5 separate regions of the Mus musculus genome follow, and regions 2, 3, 4 and 5 are each linked to region 1. Evidence: chromatin contacts called from public ChIA-PET, HiChIP or PLAC-seq, Micro-C and capture Hi-C data. All regions are on one chromosome and are shown on one strand. Each heading gives the region's core, a stretch centred on a gene start, on an enhancer-like site or on the middle of the called end of the contact. The rest is flanking DNA. Distances are from core to core; before and after follow the strand shown. Region 1 holds the start of Fam118a (family with sequence similarity 118, member A). Region 2 holds the start of Parvb (parvin, beta). Region 3 holds the start of Cdpf1 (cysteine rich, DPF motif domain containing 1). Region 4 holds the start of Parvg (parvin, gamma). Region 5 overlaps Wnt7b (wingless-type MMTV integration site family, member 7B).

What was found. A called contact is a pair of places that touch in the nucleus more often than the background predicts. ChIA-PET counts read pairs in DNA pulled down with a chosen protein or histone mark. HiChIP or PLAC-seq counts read pairs in DNA pulled down with a chosen protein or histone mark. Capture Hi-C pulls out chosen DNA fragments and counts their contacts.
Region 2: a capture Hi-C map of macrophages shows a contact between it and region 1, with 3 times the contacts expected there. The contact joins the promoter of Parvb here to the promoter of Fam118a in region 1. A contact is called at or near these places in 1 of 39 promoter capture datasets (pre-B cells) and 1 of 9 other capture datasets (macrophages).
Region 3: a contact with region 1 is called in a Micro-C map of embryonic stem cells, with 6 times the contacts expected there. The contact joins the promoter of Cdpf1 here to the promoter of Fam118a in region 1. A contact is called at or near these places in 1 of 484 Hi-C or Micro-C datasets (embryonic stem cells), 1 of 115 datasets of contacts at active chromatin or transcription factors (memory CD8 T cells) and 1 of 9 other capture datasets (embryonic stem cells).
Region 4: a contact with region 1 is called in an RNA polymerase II ChIA-PET map of memory CD8 T cells, with 7 read pairs. The contact joins the promoter of Parvg here to the promoter of Fam118a in region 1.
Region 5: a contact with region 1 is called in an H3K27ac HiChIP or PLAC-seq map of extraembryonic endoderm stem cells, with 5 times the contacts expected there. The contact joins the enhancer-like site here to the promoter of Fam118a in region 1. A contact is called at or near these places in 7 of 39 promoter capture datasets (the 3T3-L1 cell line, embryonic stem cells, frontonasal cranial neural crest and 2 more) and 2 of 115 datasets of contacts at active chromatin or transcription factors (astrocytes and extraembryonic endoderm stem cells).

The regions. Positions count from the first base shown.
Region 1 is chr15:85,035,774-85,038,360 of GRCm38.p6, forward strand. Fam118a (family with sequence similarity 118, member A) reads left to right here and starts at 1,289. Exons shown (of 9, transcript NM_133750.4): 1 at 1,289-1,471.
Region 2 is chr15:84,230,761-84,233,347 of GRCm38.p6, forward strand. It overlaps Parvb (parvin, beta), which reads left to right and starts at 1,283. Exons shown (of 13, transcript NM_133167.3): 1 at 1,283-1,426. The coding sequence starts at 1,312.
Region 3 is chr15:85,810,403-85,812,989 of GRCm38.p6, forward strand. It overlaps Cdpf1 (cysteine rich, DPF motif domain containing 1), which reads right to left and starts at 1,295. Exons shown (of 5, transcript NM_197998.2): 1 at 1,237-1,295; 2 at 500-646.
Region 4 is chr15:84,323,408-84,325,994 of GRCm38.p6, forward strand. Parvg (parvin, gamma) reads left to right here and starts at 1,313. Exons shown (of 13, transcript NM_022321.4): 1 at 1,313-1,424.
Region 5 is chr15:85,565,850-85,568,436 of GRCm38.p6, forward strand. All of the region lies in intron 1 of Wnt7b (wingless-type MMTV integration site family, member 7B), which reads right to left. Among named protein-coding and RNA genes, the nearest start is that of AU022754, 14 kb to the right of the region's middle. Within about 2 kb of position 1,277, at least 27 of the 459 cell types and tissues checked have an H3K27ac peak or open chromatin away from gene starts, as enhancers often do. A contact at or near this core is called in embryonic stem cells and extraembryonic endoderm stem cells, where this site is marked.

The sequences.
Region 1 (2,587 bases), core at 39-2,538:
TACAGTCTCCTTGAACAACTTCCTTCCTGTAACCCGGGAACTTCTCCAGTGTCACAGGTTCAAGTCTTAGGACCCTTTATGGAAGCAGGAGCTTGTGAACTAAATTGCATCACATGTAAATTGTTCAGTCTAGTAGTGGGAAGCCCAGACCTTTGAAGCCAATGCATGGTTGGTATTGCCAATACAACTTCTCTGGGCTTCCTCCTCTCCTGCTGTTAATTGCAGTAAATGGGGTGCCATCCTCATGGGAGATGTCCTGAGGACTGAAAAAAACATTTTCTCAAAGGCCAGCTACTTAGTAGGTACCCAGACTCAGGTGTTCAAACCACTGTTCTGGGCTCTGGTGCCACAAATTTCAAGCTGGCCAGGTAGTGATTTTGTATACCTTACACCCACAGAGTAGGTGGAACTCTGTGAGCTTGAGGCCAGCCTGTTCTACAGCGCTAGTTCTAGGACAGCCAAAGCCACATAAAACCCTGTCTCAAAAAGAAAAGAACAAAAACCCAGGTTTTATTACACATGCATTTTTCTTATGGGGCTGAAGGGATGCTTACAGCAAACCCATGTAGAAAAAAAGGAGCCAGAGGTAGAGGAAGTCCAAATAACTTGCCTGGGCAGGCCGACCTGGGAAGATGAGGAAGAGGAAATAGGCTTTGATCCATCCCAGCCTTATTTAGAGAAAGGAGAGGTGTCATTGACTTTTAAAGGTCCTCATGCTGAGTGCTCCAGCGCAGAGCCCACCCACGTGTACTCTCGAACGTTCGGGGTGGGCACTGAGTTCACCCGATTAACAGGTGCTGAACCTGGGTACATATGCTCATTAGTCCCTGGATCTAAGCCCAAGCTAGACGTGTCCAAGAGGCACATCGGAAGGGCCAGACGCCTACTCTGACACGTGGTAAGGGAGTCGGTCACTGCGGGGAGGACGTGAAGCATGCTAGGCTGGGGAAGGGCACAGGCTGTACAGCCTGTGGCTTGAGGTAGATGGAGTGAGCCCGGCTGGAAGTGGTTGCCCAAGGGTGGTTCCGGCCGAGCTCAACGCCTTCTGCGTTTCCGCGGGGCTGTCCAGGCGTGCAGATGGGGAAACTGAAGACAAAACAGCGCTGGGAAGACTGGCCGCGAGACATTCAGTCTCTTAAGACCAGGCTCATCGTGGACACGACAGCACAGTCCGTGGGTCCAATCGTAGCTTCTCTTGGGGGCGGGACGCGTCGTGGCCACGCCCCTTCGGGCGGGGCTTCCCGTTGCCGCGGGGCCGTTGATTTCAGGGCGGAACGTTCGCGCGGGCAGTGCGCGCGCGCGGGGGGAAGGCCTTGAGAGAGCGCTGCGGATTCGGCTGGGCAGGCTCGGCGTGGTGCACGCGCAGCGCCATCCGGCGCAGCGCCCGGCGGCTCCACCCAGCCGAAGGGGCGCGACCCGGGTGGGAGGCGGCGAGAGCGCGAGCGACACTGGTGTCTCCGTGGCACGGCAGGTGAGGCGGCGGGTCGGGGCTGGGTGCCAGCGCCTCGCGTCTCCCCAGCCCTCAAAACCCGCCTAGGGTGCCCAGGACCCTAGTGCCCTCTGATGCGCTGGGGACCCTGCCTCCGACATCCCCTGGGCTGCCTGGGTCCGCGGCCACCTGTGGACCTGATTACCTTCCACACCTAGAAAACCTCACCATCCTCCAGATTTCCCTCAGACTCAGCACACAGACCTCGGCGGCTTCAGGGCCCGAGACCGTTATATCTTCTCCAGAAGTCCAACAGATCCCCTCTGGTCCAACTCCAAAGCTTCGGGTCTCCAGGCCCATAGACTCCCATCCTTTCTTGGGTGGAGAGGCCTTCAGACCCACCTATCCCTAGAGACCTTCCTTCCTAGGATCTCCTGCCTCCTGCTCTCTATCTTGAGGTCCACAGAGCTTTTCAGCTTCTACTAGAGTGTTCTTGAGGTTTGTGAATTGTAAATAGGGATAAAAGTAGCACCATCTGATAGGTCAACAGAGGACCACGCATAACCAAAGAGGAGGTGGGATGTGGGGCTTCGCATGTGCGTTTGTTTTCACCGTGCAGTGGAGGCTGGTGTGGGACCGACTCATTGTGGAGAATGGCAGCGCTGGGAGTAACGGGAGTTGGGCAGTCAAAGCTCTTTTAGATTGTGCCCTCAATGTGTGGTAGTTTCTGTTACCACACACAGCCCACCAAAACCAGTCCAGGAAAGTAAAGCTTGATTACAGTGGTCTAATTGATGGGACGAAGGTAAACTAAAGGTCCATCTTTCTGGGATCCTGATTTAAGGGTGGCTGTCTTCCCTGAGGTGGAGGTTTGGGGCCAAATGGTACACATCTTATCATTTTCAGTCCTGGAAATCTCTAGAACAAGGATTATCCTTTCCTCGGGCTATTGTCATTGATAAACAGTCCTTGACTTGCTTGCTACACCGGCAGTCTGGTACCCTGAGGTAAAGCCCCAAGAAAGAACATGGCCTGATGATTGTGAAAGGCAAGGGCCAGGCATTTTTAAAGAGGGAGTGGATACCCTCTGCGGCCCAGTGCTGGGTGCTGGAGGCAGATGACACAGCTCCAGCTGGTAAGGGTTGGGAGGTGGGGATT
Region 2 (2,587 bases), core at 33-2,532, 810 kb before region 1:
GATTAACCACTGTCACGTGGGATGCAGGGAGTTTGTATTTCTGAGATTTCCGGGATCCTGGGGTCTCAGGCTCCCTGACAGTTATGAGAGGGAAGTCAGCCTGGGAAAGCCAAGTAAATGTCCCGTGCTGCCAAAGAGGGGTGTGCTTTAGTAGAGATAAGAGCAGCCAGGAACTGGGCCAGGGTGAGAGATGCCTGGCCCAGGTCTGTGAGTTTTCTTCCTATCATAGTGGAGGGAGGCAACACTTTTATCTTGGTCTTTGGAAACCATCCTTCCCTAGCAACTCTCTCTTCCCTATTTCTTCCCAAATCCTGGCCCTCTCTGATCCTTCTCCTCCTAAGGGGATCCCCACTGTGCCCATCCCACCCTTGGCTTGTAACTCTTTAGATACTGGGCACCCCATTCTCCATGACAAATCCCAAGGAGAGCCCAGGCACATCCTAGCTGAACAGCCAGCTTGGCTACACCCCTTCTGCCAGCGTCAATATTTCCTGCACTGAACTGAAACCGCTCGCCAGAAGGAGCGAGGCTCTGAGCCAGTACAAAGGGAGAAGGAAGAAACACCTCCCCCTCACACACACCCCCCTCCCAGCAGATTAGGTGCTGCCTGCGCCCCGGCCCTGATAGCTCCTATCTCTGCTGAGCCACGCAACCACCCTTCTGCTGGAGCCACAGGCCATTTGGTTTTCCCTCTGCCTACGCCTCAGTTCTCATGCTGCCTCTACCCCGCAGCGTCTCTAGAAACACGTTCATTTCGCTCCTAGTAAACCTCCCTGCCTGGTCCCATCCTTGTTCATCATCTACTGTTCCCAAATCAGCAACAATCAATTTTGTGCAACACAAACCTGGTCATGGCTGTTAGCCTAGCATCCTTCCCTGGGGCCTGCGCTCTTCCTCCGGGTGCCCATGCTGCCCGGATTCTTCCAGCCCGTGGCTCCCATGGAACTCTTTGGCTGGGCTTGCCTTGGGGGAAGGGTCACTGTGTATGAGGCTACTGTCCCACAAAGGCACCCACTACACCCAAAGCATCGACTCAAGGGATGCCCTAGTCCTGCGCCAGGATTCTGGCAGAGACTCAACATCTGACCGTACATGTTTGTGGGACTAATTGATTCTGGGCTTCCAGCACGGTGAGGCTGCACAAAAGGGGGCCGGTCGTGCCTGGCACTACGCGCAGGGTCCTGCTGTATTGCGGGCGGGGGAGCTCAGCTGCAGCACCGGGACCTCGGGGTCAGTAGGCAGGGGCGGGGAAGCCGGGGCCGCGCCCTCCTGGCCACTCCCCGGCCGGCGGTGGGTGGCGCGCACTCGCTTATGTCCTCCGCGCCACCACGGTCGCCCACCCCGCGGGCCCCCAAGATGAAGAAGGACGAGTCTTTCTTGGGCAAGTTGGGCGGCACACTGGCAAGGAAGAAGAAGACCAGGGAGGGTGAGTGTGCCCCTGCGTCCCTTTGGCGCCAGCCGGGTGCCAGCGGTGTCCCCCGTGTGTCCGCTCCCTGCCCGCCTCGGCGGCGCCAATGAGCCCTCCTGTCGCGCTCAGGCTACGCGACCTTTGGGACAGGCCGGTCCCTGTCCGTAAGACATTTGCAGTGCTGGCCCAGTGCATAGGACGTGCGTTCTGCTCTGGACACAGGCCTAGCAAGCTACTGTTCCTGTGCTCATCCTTGTCGTGTGACACTCTCGTCACAGTGATTGGACACATGCTGGTAGAGAGGACCGGCTACTGTTTGCGTGATGCCTGCAAGCATGGCTCCGTCCCTAAGCTGGGAGTCAATGAAAGGGCACAGGACACACAGGCCAGGAGCCTGGGGAAGCCTGGAACCAGTGCAAGGGCAGGGGGCGGGGGGGAGGGGCGGGGGGGGAGGTCATGCCCCCTGCGCAGGAAAGTAATTTTAAAACGACTTTTTACTTTCAAAACTTTTAAAAAACAAAACTGCAAGGGATGTAACTTCTCCGCCTCTGGCCAGAGCCCTAAGGTACCGCAGTTCCCTCCCCTCCCCTCGCAGAAACATTCCTGAATTTTCTATTGTTTTGTCCTGGAGGCTCTTGCCCTTGGGCTGAGATTCCGGCAGCTCACGAGGAATGGGAGGGGCTTTCTGAGAAAGGACAGGTAGAAAGAAGCTTCAGAGACAACACTTCCTGGGGACCCCCAAGTTAGGGTGTGCTGAGGGTCTCCTCCAGCCACTGGAGCCACACTGACTCCCAGAAAGCCTGGGCCTCCAGGGCAAGCCCTGCCTAAGAGGTGACTGATAATCACCCTGTGGGCCCAAAGGACCGGCGTGAGGTATTTACTCATAAAGGGACCTCCAGGTCCTAAATTATGGGCAGACTCATTCTGGCCTTTCAAGGTGTCTTGAAAGGCAGGGCATGTGGGGAAATGCTGAACTTCTTTGATAGAACCGGTGAAGACACTGTGGGTCCCACATTCTGCCCAGACTTGCCTTCCCAGGCCTTCAACCCCAGAATGCCCTTTACCAACCTAGATTGTCCAGGGGGCAGGCAGGCCTGGTCTTCTTCCTAGGGTTTATTGCTAATCAAATGGGCTCTTCCCCTCTCAAGTCTTCCATTCCAGACCCTTCAGGTTGGCCTG
Region 3 (2,587 bases), core at 45-2,544, 770 kb after region 1:
AAAGCTGTTTCTTTGCTCTTCCTTGTGGTCTCAATCTGAGTTATAAACTGGGGTTTGTTGGTAAGGTGGTAAAGGTAAAGGCAGCATTGTGGACACGTATGCTTGGCTTGTGCTGCTTGGTGCTGAATCAACCCAGTAAGTGAAGTGGGTTTGCCTTTCCTGTTCTTCTGCTACACTGGCTACGCATTTACTTGTGCTTAGGTGTACTGGCCTCTCTGATACTATTTAAGGACAGATTCACGTGCCTCCTGCCGCCTCCCTTCACTGGACGCAAGAATCTGCTCTTGCCATAGAGCATACTTTCCTGCCCTACCAAAGTTAGTCTGAAACTTTGGTCCCCTTGAAAGATCCAGGCAGATGAATTTATACAGCAATCACAGCCTTTCCCAGGTCAGTTTACAGGAAAGTTATAAAGACTTCAGTTCTGTCCTTCGTCTTACCCATCAGCACCCAGGGCATGCTGGAAAAAAGCCCACGGTGGGTGTTTCTATTGGCTCACCAGGAGGTTGGGGTGGGGAGGTGTATCCTAGTCCACTTGATAAGGCTGCATTCTTAACTGTTTGATGGCACTTCTATATTCAAGGCCTTGGAGGCCCCGCCTCTCCGTAAATTGCTGGGTCAGTGGTCTGATGGCAACAGCAGCTGTCTGATGAGTTCGAGAAAACGCGATTCTTGGATTTGTATCGAGCTGTATCGGAATTCCTACTAGCCTTTCAAAGTTCCCATCCCCAGCTCCAGCCCCAGCTGCGCGCCCGCCTCTAACCCTTTGCGTCCTACAGAACCGAGCTTTGGAGCCAGAAAGGAGCATATGTGCGCCTTGGAAACTGACAGATGTCCCGACTGACGTCTAAAACGGAAATTCTATTTTGGGTGTGCGCGAACCTAGCTAGTGGTATCTTAATTCGCACGTCACAGGCCCTCGCCGAGGCTGCTGGGCGCGCTGCCCTTGCAGCAGGTGACAGTCAGGAGACAGTCCCAGGATAGTGGGACTCCGCCAGAGCCTCCTCCTCCCGCTCTGAGTCTCCCCAGGTCAACAGGGCTCCGCCTGGCGACCATATACACCACGGTCCGAGCCACCCGCGCACAGCCCTCCCCGTGCTGGGTGTCTAACGCCTCCCCCACCCCCACCCCTCGGCTTCCAGAGGCACCGAGGACAGATCCAGCGAGCCGGAACACAGAGGGGACATTTCCAGCTAGCCACGCGCGTTCCTGCAGCACACTGCCCCGCAAACTCACCACCTCCCCTCCGGGACCCCCAGAGCGCCTGCGTGGCCCGCCCACAGTACTAGTTCCGCCTCACTGCGCCTGCGCGGCTCCGCCCTAGCTCCTCTGAGGCTCCGCCCTCGATCCATGGCATTTGTGCAGCCCAATCTCATCACCCGCTGAAGCTCCGCCACACTACCGGTTTCCCCCGGTTTGCCTCATGGCGCCTAAGCAACTCCACTCTGTCCCAGCCTCCTTAAGCAAGAAAAGCCAAAAGAGCGTCCTTGCCGGGGTAGAGCTTTACTGTCGCTTCCGTTTCCGCTGCTAGCTTATAGTGATTGTGGGTCGCGGCTGGAGAGCTCTCTGGGCTTCAGAAAAAAAAAACATATTCTACCTAAATCTTGCCTGGTGCACCAATGAATGTACTGGGGTTATTTTCTGGGAGAAGGGACTCAGGCAACTGCAACGTTGAAAAGTCTACCCAGTGGGAGTGATGGCCTACGAGCTGTCTCTGGGACTTTGCACGATTTGGAAGTAGTTCCACCTATCTCCTGCAGCAGTTGCTCACGGTTTTGGGAAAGGGGCTTTATGGATATTCTTAACTTAGTTAAGTTTAGTGAGCTTTCTGATTCTTGTACGTCCTGATCTGCCTCCAGGAGGGAATGTTTCCATCTACAAGAAAAGCCTATATAACACTTAACTTCTTCTTGTGACTCTTATTTACCCCTCCTGGCTAATGTTCCCTGAACCTTGGAAGGAGTTACATAGAAATCTAATTCTTTTCTTACATTCTGGCTGGGCATTGGACCACTATGCCATGGGGGTAGGCATTGGTTCACAGTTATTTAACTGGTTTTGAGTCTCCTCAGTAACTACCACAGTTTGTCAAGATGAAATTTCCTCCACACCTGAGGCAGATAGCAGCAGTAATCTATGGGTAAGAAATACAAGTATTTAGAAGGAATGTCTGTTCATTTAACAAAACAATTACAGTACTGTCCCCACTGGAGCCTATGACCACCAGCCACAAGTTTTTGCACAGGTTTATAAGGCCAAACATAGGTTCCCTCCTGTGAAGCCTCAAATCCAACCAGAAAGTGTTGTCAACATCAGTACTGGCTTACCACTATTGCACCAGGAGACATACTTTGCCTGGCACAGTGACATAATAGAATCCATAACTAAGTAGGATCCTTGGCAATAATTCTCCCTCAGCAGCCTGGACTCCCTCAGCAGTTTTAGCCTGACTTCTCCATATCCTGCAATATATAAGTATTTTCATTTAATTTTGGCATGCAGACAACAATAGTGGAAATTGCCTTTCTAGTTTCTGGGACTTAAAGGGTTTTCTTAGCTAGCAACTCATAGGGACATAGCCTGCCTT
Region 4 (2,587 bases), core at 63-2,562, 710 kb before region 1:
CCTTGAACTTCTGATCCTCCTGCCTCCAGCTTCTGAGAGCTGGATCACACATGTCCTCTCCCATGCCTAGTTTATGAGGTGCCGGGGATTGAACTCGGGGCTTCCTGCATGCTAGACAGACACTCTATCAATTGAGCTCTATTTCCAGCCTCCATCAGGCATTTTGTCATAGGACCAACACAGTCCTTTAAGCAATAACAGCCATCAAAATATGCTCATTGATCCCATTTTGTGCCTGGTGCTATTGTAGGCACTGACTTTTAGTAGTGAGTGGGAAAGATGGGTTCCAACCTGTAGAGCTCCTGGTTTGATGGTGAGACAGCTATCAGGCACCAGCCCATGTCATCAGCTGATCTAGCATGGCTGCACACCGGGTGTGATGGCGCACGCCTTTAATCCCAGCACTCGGGAGGCAGAGGCAGGCAGATTTCTGAGTTCGAGGCTAGCCTGGTCTACAAAGTGAGTTCCAGGACAGCCAGGGCTACACAGAGAAACCCTGTCTCGAAGAAAAGGAAAAAAAAGGATAGTTTTAGCATGGCTGCAAGCCCAAGACCATTGTAAAAGAAAAGGATGTTGTGGAAGACTTCCTATAGGAGGAGGTACCAAAGCTCATGCCAAGAAGGAGTTGTGAGCCATGTGAAGAGTTGAGCAGAGCTTACAAGACATGGGGACAGGCATTGTGACATCAAAGTAAAAGCCTGAGGCACTGGCAGAGAACAGGCAGGTGTTGTGCGGTTTATAGGGAGAGGATGGGAGGGCTGGGGAAGCTGGGGAAAGTAGCTTGTGGGTGCAGAGACTCGGGCTGAGACCTGGAGACTGGCTTTATTTAGGAGCCTTTGGCTGGGTGTAGTGGCTCCTGCCTGTAACTCAGATATGTAAGAGATGGAGGCAGGAGAATCAGGAGTTGAAGGACCACCTCAGCTTGGTGACTTTGAGGTCAGTCTGAGCTACATGAGACTGTCTTGAAGTTAGTCCATCAGCAAGTGAGAAAGCAAGCAAGCTTGGTTGGAGCAAGCAAGCTTGGTTGGAGGGCCGCTCAGAGGGAGGCAGAGGTGCAGGCTGGGCACCATGAGAAAAAGGCAGTGGAGAACACAGTTTGCTGTTGGGGTCCTATCCTTGCTGTTATGTTTCAGACAGTGATTGTCTGGATTGATGGAGAGGCGGGGGCAGGGAGGGAAGTATGAGAGACCCCGTGATGCCATGGAGTCTTGGAAGACTAGGGGCAGGGGTTCTGGCAGTCTTTCAGTGGATTTAGGGTACCTCGCTCATCAGCAACTTAGAGGAGGAAGCTGTCTGCAGCCACCGGGGTGGCAGAGGAAGTGAACAGAAGCCCTGCCTTCCACCTCCGGAACCTGTCTGCGTTGGGAACCTGGTCACCCTCTAAGCTAGTGGGCTCCATTTCCTGATTTGAAAAGAAGCAGCGGGTGAGTGCATCTAATCTTTGGCCTGTGGGGTCCCTGAGCTATTAGAATCTTCTACCTGTTCACATGTCCGGGTAGTGGACCTCAGAGAGGAAGGTGGAGAGGTTCCTTGAATAGAAACCCAGAGGCACATCTCAGCTGGGAGCTCACAGTCAGGGGGATCTGCCAAAGGGGAGCCCCACATCCAGCCACGTTGCTGAGGCCATTGCATCATTTTACTGAGGATCTGTGAGACCCGTCCCCACAGGAAAGCTCTGACTACCTCCCCCACAGCCAGATGAGCAGTTTTCAGACCAGAGCCACTCAGAGCTTTACCGCATGAGAGAAAGCCGAGTTCCCCACCATGAAGAAACTGCTGTTTGGGGCAGGGAAGGAACCCACCTGGGACCGGTCACCAGAGGCAGTTTCAGGTCTATGTGTACTTGGCTGGACACAGGGTCTAGCTTCTCCCTGTAGAGTTGCATCAGAGTCAAAGAGAGAGCGTGCTGGCCTATAGTCACCCAGTCTGAGTAGGAGGAGCTGGCTGGGGCCCAGGCTCCCCACCCCAGCCCAACTCTCTTTTCTCTTGCTCAGTTTGTGGGGTTTGGAACTCATTCCCAGGGGGCTCTGGCCTTTTGCTCCTGGCTTCAGGGTAGGACTCAGTTTCCCAAGGTTCCCAGGCTGTAGCCAGTTTGAGGATGGTGGCTCTCAGCACCGCCCCCCCCCCCCCCCCAGTGCCTCTTCTTCAGCACAACTCTCAGGTTCCTTGTTGTGAATTTCCTTCCAGTTTGACCCCAGACCTCCAGTATCCCAGTGAGCCTGGGAATCCCAGGCTCGTGCAGAGGCTGAACGAGGGACATAAGGGAAGAGTCAAAGGTGGCCATGCGGCAAATGAAACTTCCAGAGGGGAAGTGTGGGCGGAAGAACCAGAAGTAGGTTAGGGAACCAGAAGGGGGCCATTAGCTTCTGAATCTGATCCTTGCTGGGTACGGGCAGGCCTGACAGTGCTCATCACGAAGCTGGCTGTGGGGGATGGGAAGGTGGGGTGGGATGGGACTGCTGGTCTCAGTCTCAGGCCTGACACTGCGCATTGCATTGTGAGGCTGGGGCGGGGGCGGGGAAGACACGACACACTGCTGGTCTCAGGCCCATCACGAGGACGAGGAGGGACTGCTGGTCTTTCACAA
Region 5 (2,587 bases), core at 27-2,526, 530 kb after region 1:
TGGGCTGGCAGACAGGCAGAGAATCAGGGACTGTTAACCCCTCAGTGGGTTAACAAATGAAGGCTTCTAGTCAGGACGCTCAGACACATTGAAACACAGAAGAGTGCCCAGGCTCCTGGCTCACATGACCAGCTGAGTGAAACATGGGGTAGCCTCAGTCTGGAAGGCAGATGGCTCCAGGGGAGTCATGGGGTTCCCTCTCTTCATCCTGGGAGACAAGTCAGTGAAAGCCATGTCACTTACCTTGTCCTTTCCCATTTAAATGGCCAAAGAGAAATGGTGTCATTGCTCGACACAGAGGCGACCAACAGAGTAGCCTCTCCCACCCAGAGGAAGCCTCCAGCCACCTCGAAATCCACGGATATGCCCTAAGGTGATCACAAAACCAAGCCTCTGCACCCCCTGCTCTTCCCTTTAAATCTCTACCCACAGAGCAAACAGGCCCCTAAGAGCAGTGACCTCTGCCTGGCTTTTCTCTGGGCGGAGCCCTTTCCGCACGGGACCAGGCTGCCCCCAGGCTGCTGGGCTGGAACAAACACATGTGTGGAGAGTCACAGAATGCAAAGACAAGCACGGGACCCAAAGACAGTTTAGAACTGGAACTGAGACCATCCGGACCTGGAGAAAAACATGAAGCATCCTCTCTGGAAAGCAGGACCTTTAAAAAACAAAACAAAACAAAACAAAACAAAAAACAAAAAAACCTTCCCTGGGGCAGGCCCCTTAGCCCTCTGGTGCCACCACCCTTAAACTGCTCCAGCTCCTGCCTGGCCTAGCCCAGAGCTCAGTCTACACTGCACTGGCCCTGTCCCACCCCAGGGCCTTTCCCAGCCCTCCCAGCTGCAGCTGAAGCCTCTTGAACATCTTTCTTTGCTGCATTCTACCTACCCCGGATTAGGCCTCGCTCTTCTCGCTCCTGCTGTGCTGGACTTTCAGATCTGCTCCCTCTGCAGACAGACACATCTCCTCACAGGTATCGACCTCTCAGCCAGCTCGGAGCCCTTGGACTTCAGTGTGGGACCCCTGTCCTCTCCAAAGGCTCTGCCTTTTTGCCTGATGCTGACTCCCCAGGGCAAGGATTTCCCACCATTGCAATGTAACCAAGGTCACTAGGTCTCCTGTCCCAGTTCCCATTCTGGAAAGTAGGGTCAGGCTACTCTAAGCTTCCCTCTGGGCCCCCCAGCCTTGGCCCAGACAGCTACCCAGCTGCCCAGCAACTCCAGCCCACACTCCTGGCCCAGGGTGCTTTGTAATTCTTCCTTCTTGGGCATCCTCCGGTAAAATATTTGAAGAATGTTCTAATTATCTATGATCGGCCAGGAAGGCGGGCCTGGGTCCACTCATCCAGGAAGTAACCCAGCAAATCCCCCGGAGGGTGGGCTGAGCTCTCCCTCCGGTGGGCAGGTGTGTCCGGGACTTTTCCAGGCACTGAGGGGCCCAGGCGCTCTTCCCAGGCTCTGGATCACTCTTAGGGTGGGGGTGGGCGGTTGGTTGGGAGCCAGCACTAGAGGAACCTCGATGTTCTTGCCAGGTAAGTGGGGTTGGGAATGTCTCCGCAGTGCAGATTGGCCTGAGCCCCCAGATCAGAGTTCCCACCCACTCACACACCCACACACACACAGAGACATTAGCTACAATCTGAATTTGATTAGACTGACCAAGGAGAGCTCACCTAGGCCAGAACTGAGCACAGCAGGTCCCTTTGGCAGGTCTGTGGAACAGAACTGGTCAGGGCGGAACACAGCAGGTGCCAAGGCCCCTGCCCTCAGGCTACCTGTCTTCCCTCTGGTCCTCCTTCAGTCTTCCTCTGCTGGCTGGTAACCCCAGCTCAGAAACCTGGGCAGAGCATGTAGCTCCAAGCTGTGTTTTGTTCCTTGGCCCTTCTCCCTTCCCTCCTTCCCTTCTCCCCTCCTCTACTCTCTTCTTTGCCTTTTCTTTCTTTCAGGGTCTCATGTAGCCCAGGCTAACCTCAAAAGCACTAAGAAGTCAAGAATAACCATGAGCTTCCGATCCTCCTGCTTCTACCTCAAAGTGCTGGCACTGCAGCACCACCCCAATAGTGAGTACCTGGACCCAGGTGAGGCCCTGGAGGGAGTAGCAGAGGGGGCAGGTCCAGCCTGGCCATCCAACTAGCCCTTTAGCGTGCCCTGGCACATGGTCTACACCCATCGCCACAGTGCTGAAAGAGCATACACTTAGTTCAGCTTCCTGCTTGTTCTACTCATCCCTATAGCAGTTTCTGGGGTTGGACCTTGAAGCCTAAATGTACAGAGGGGAAAACAGACTGAGAGAGAGACCCAGAAGGAGGCAGTCAGGGGTTGCAGATGGCTGAGGGTGGGCAACTCTAGGCCTCTTCTTGGGAATTCATACACCTCCAAAACCCCTCCCTGGCCTGCTTGGGCCTCAGTTTCCCATTTGAATATCAAGGGGGCTGAGACGAAAGTCAGGGTACCTGTGGCTAGACCCCCCTCCCCCAAAGAGGGTCTTCGTGGCTGTGGAAACTAGGTTCCAGTTCTGCTAAGTCTCTGACTCTTTCTGACCCATCTGGGCCTTAGTCTACCCATCTGTCAGTAGTGGGGGACAGAGT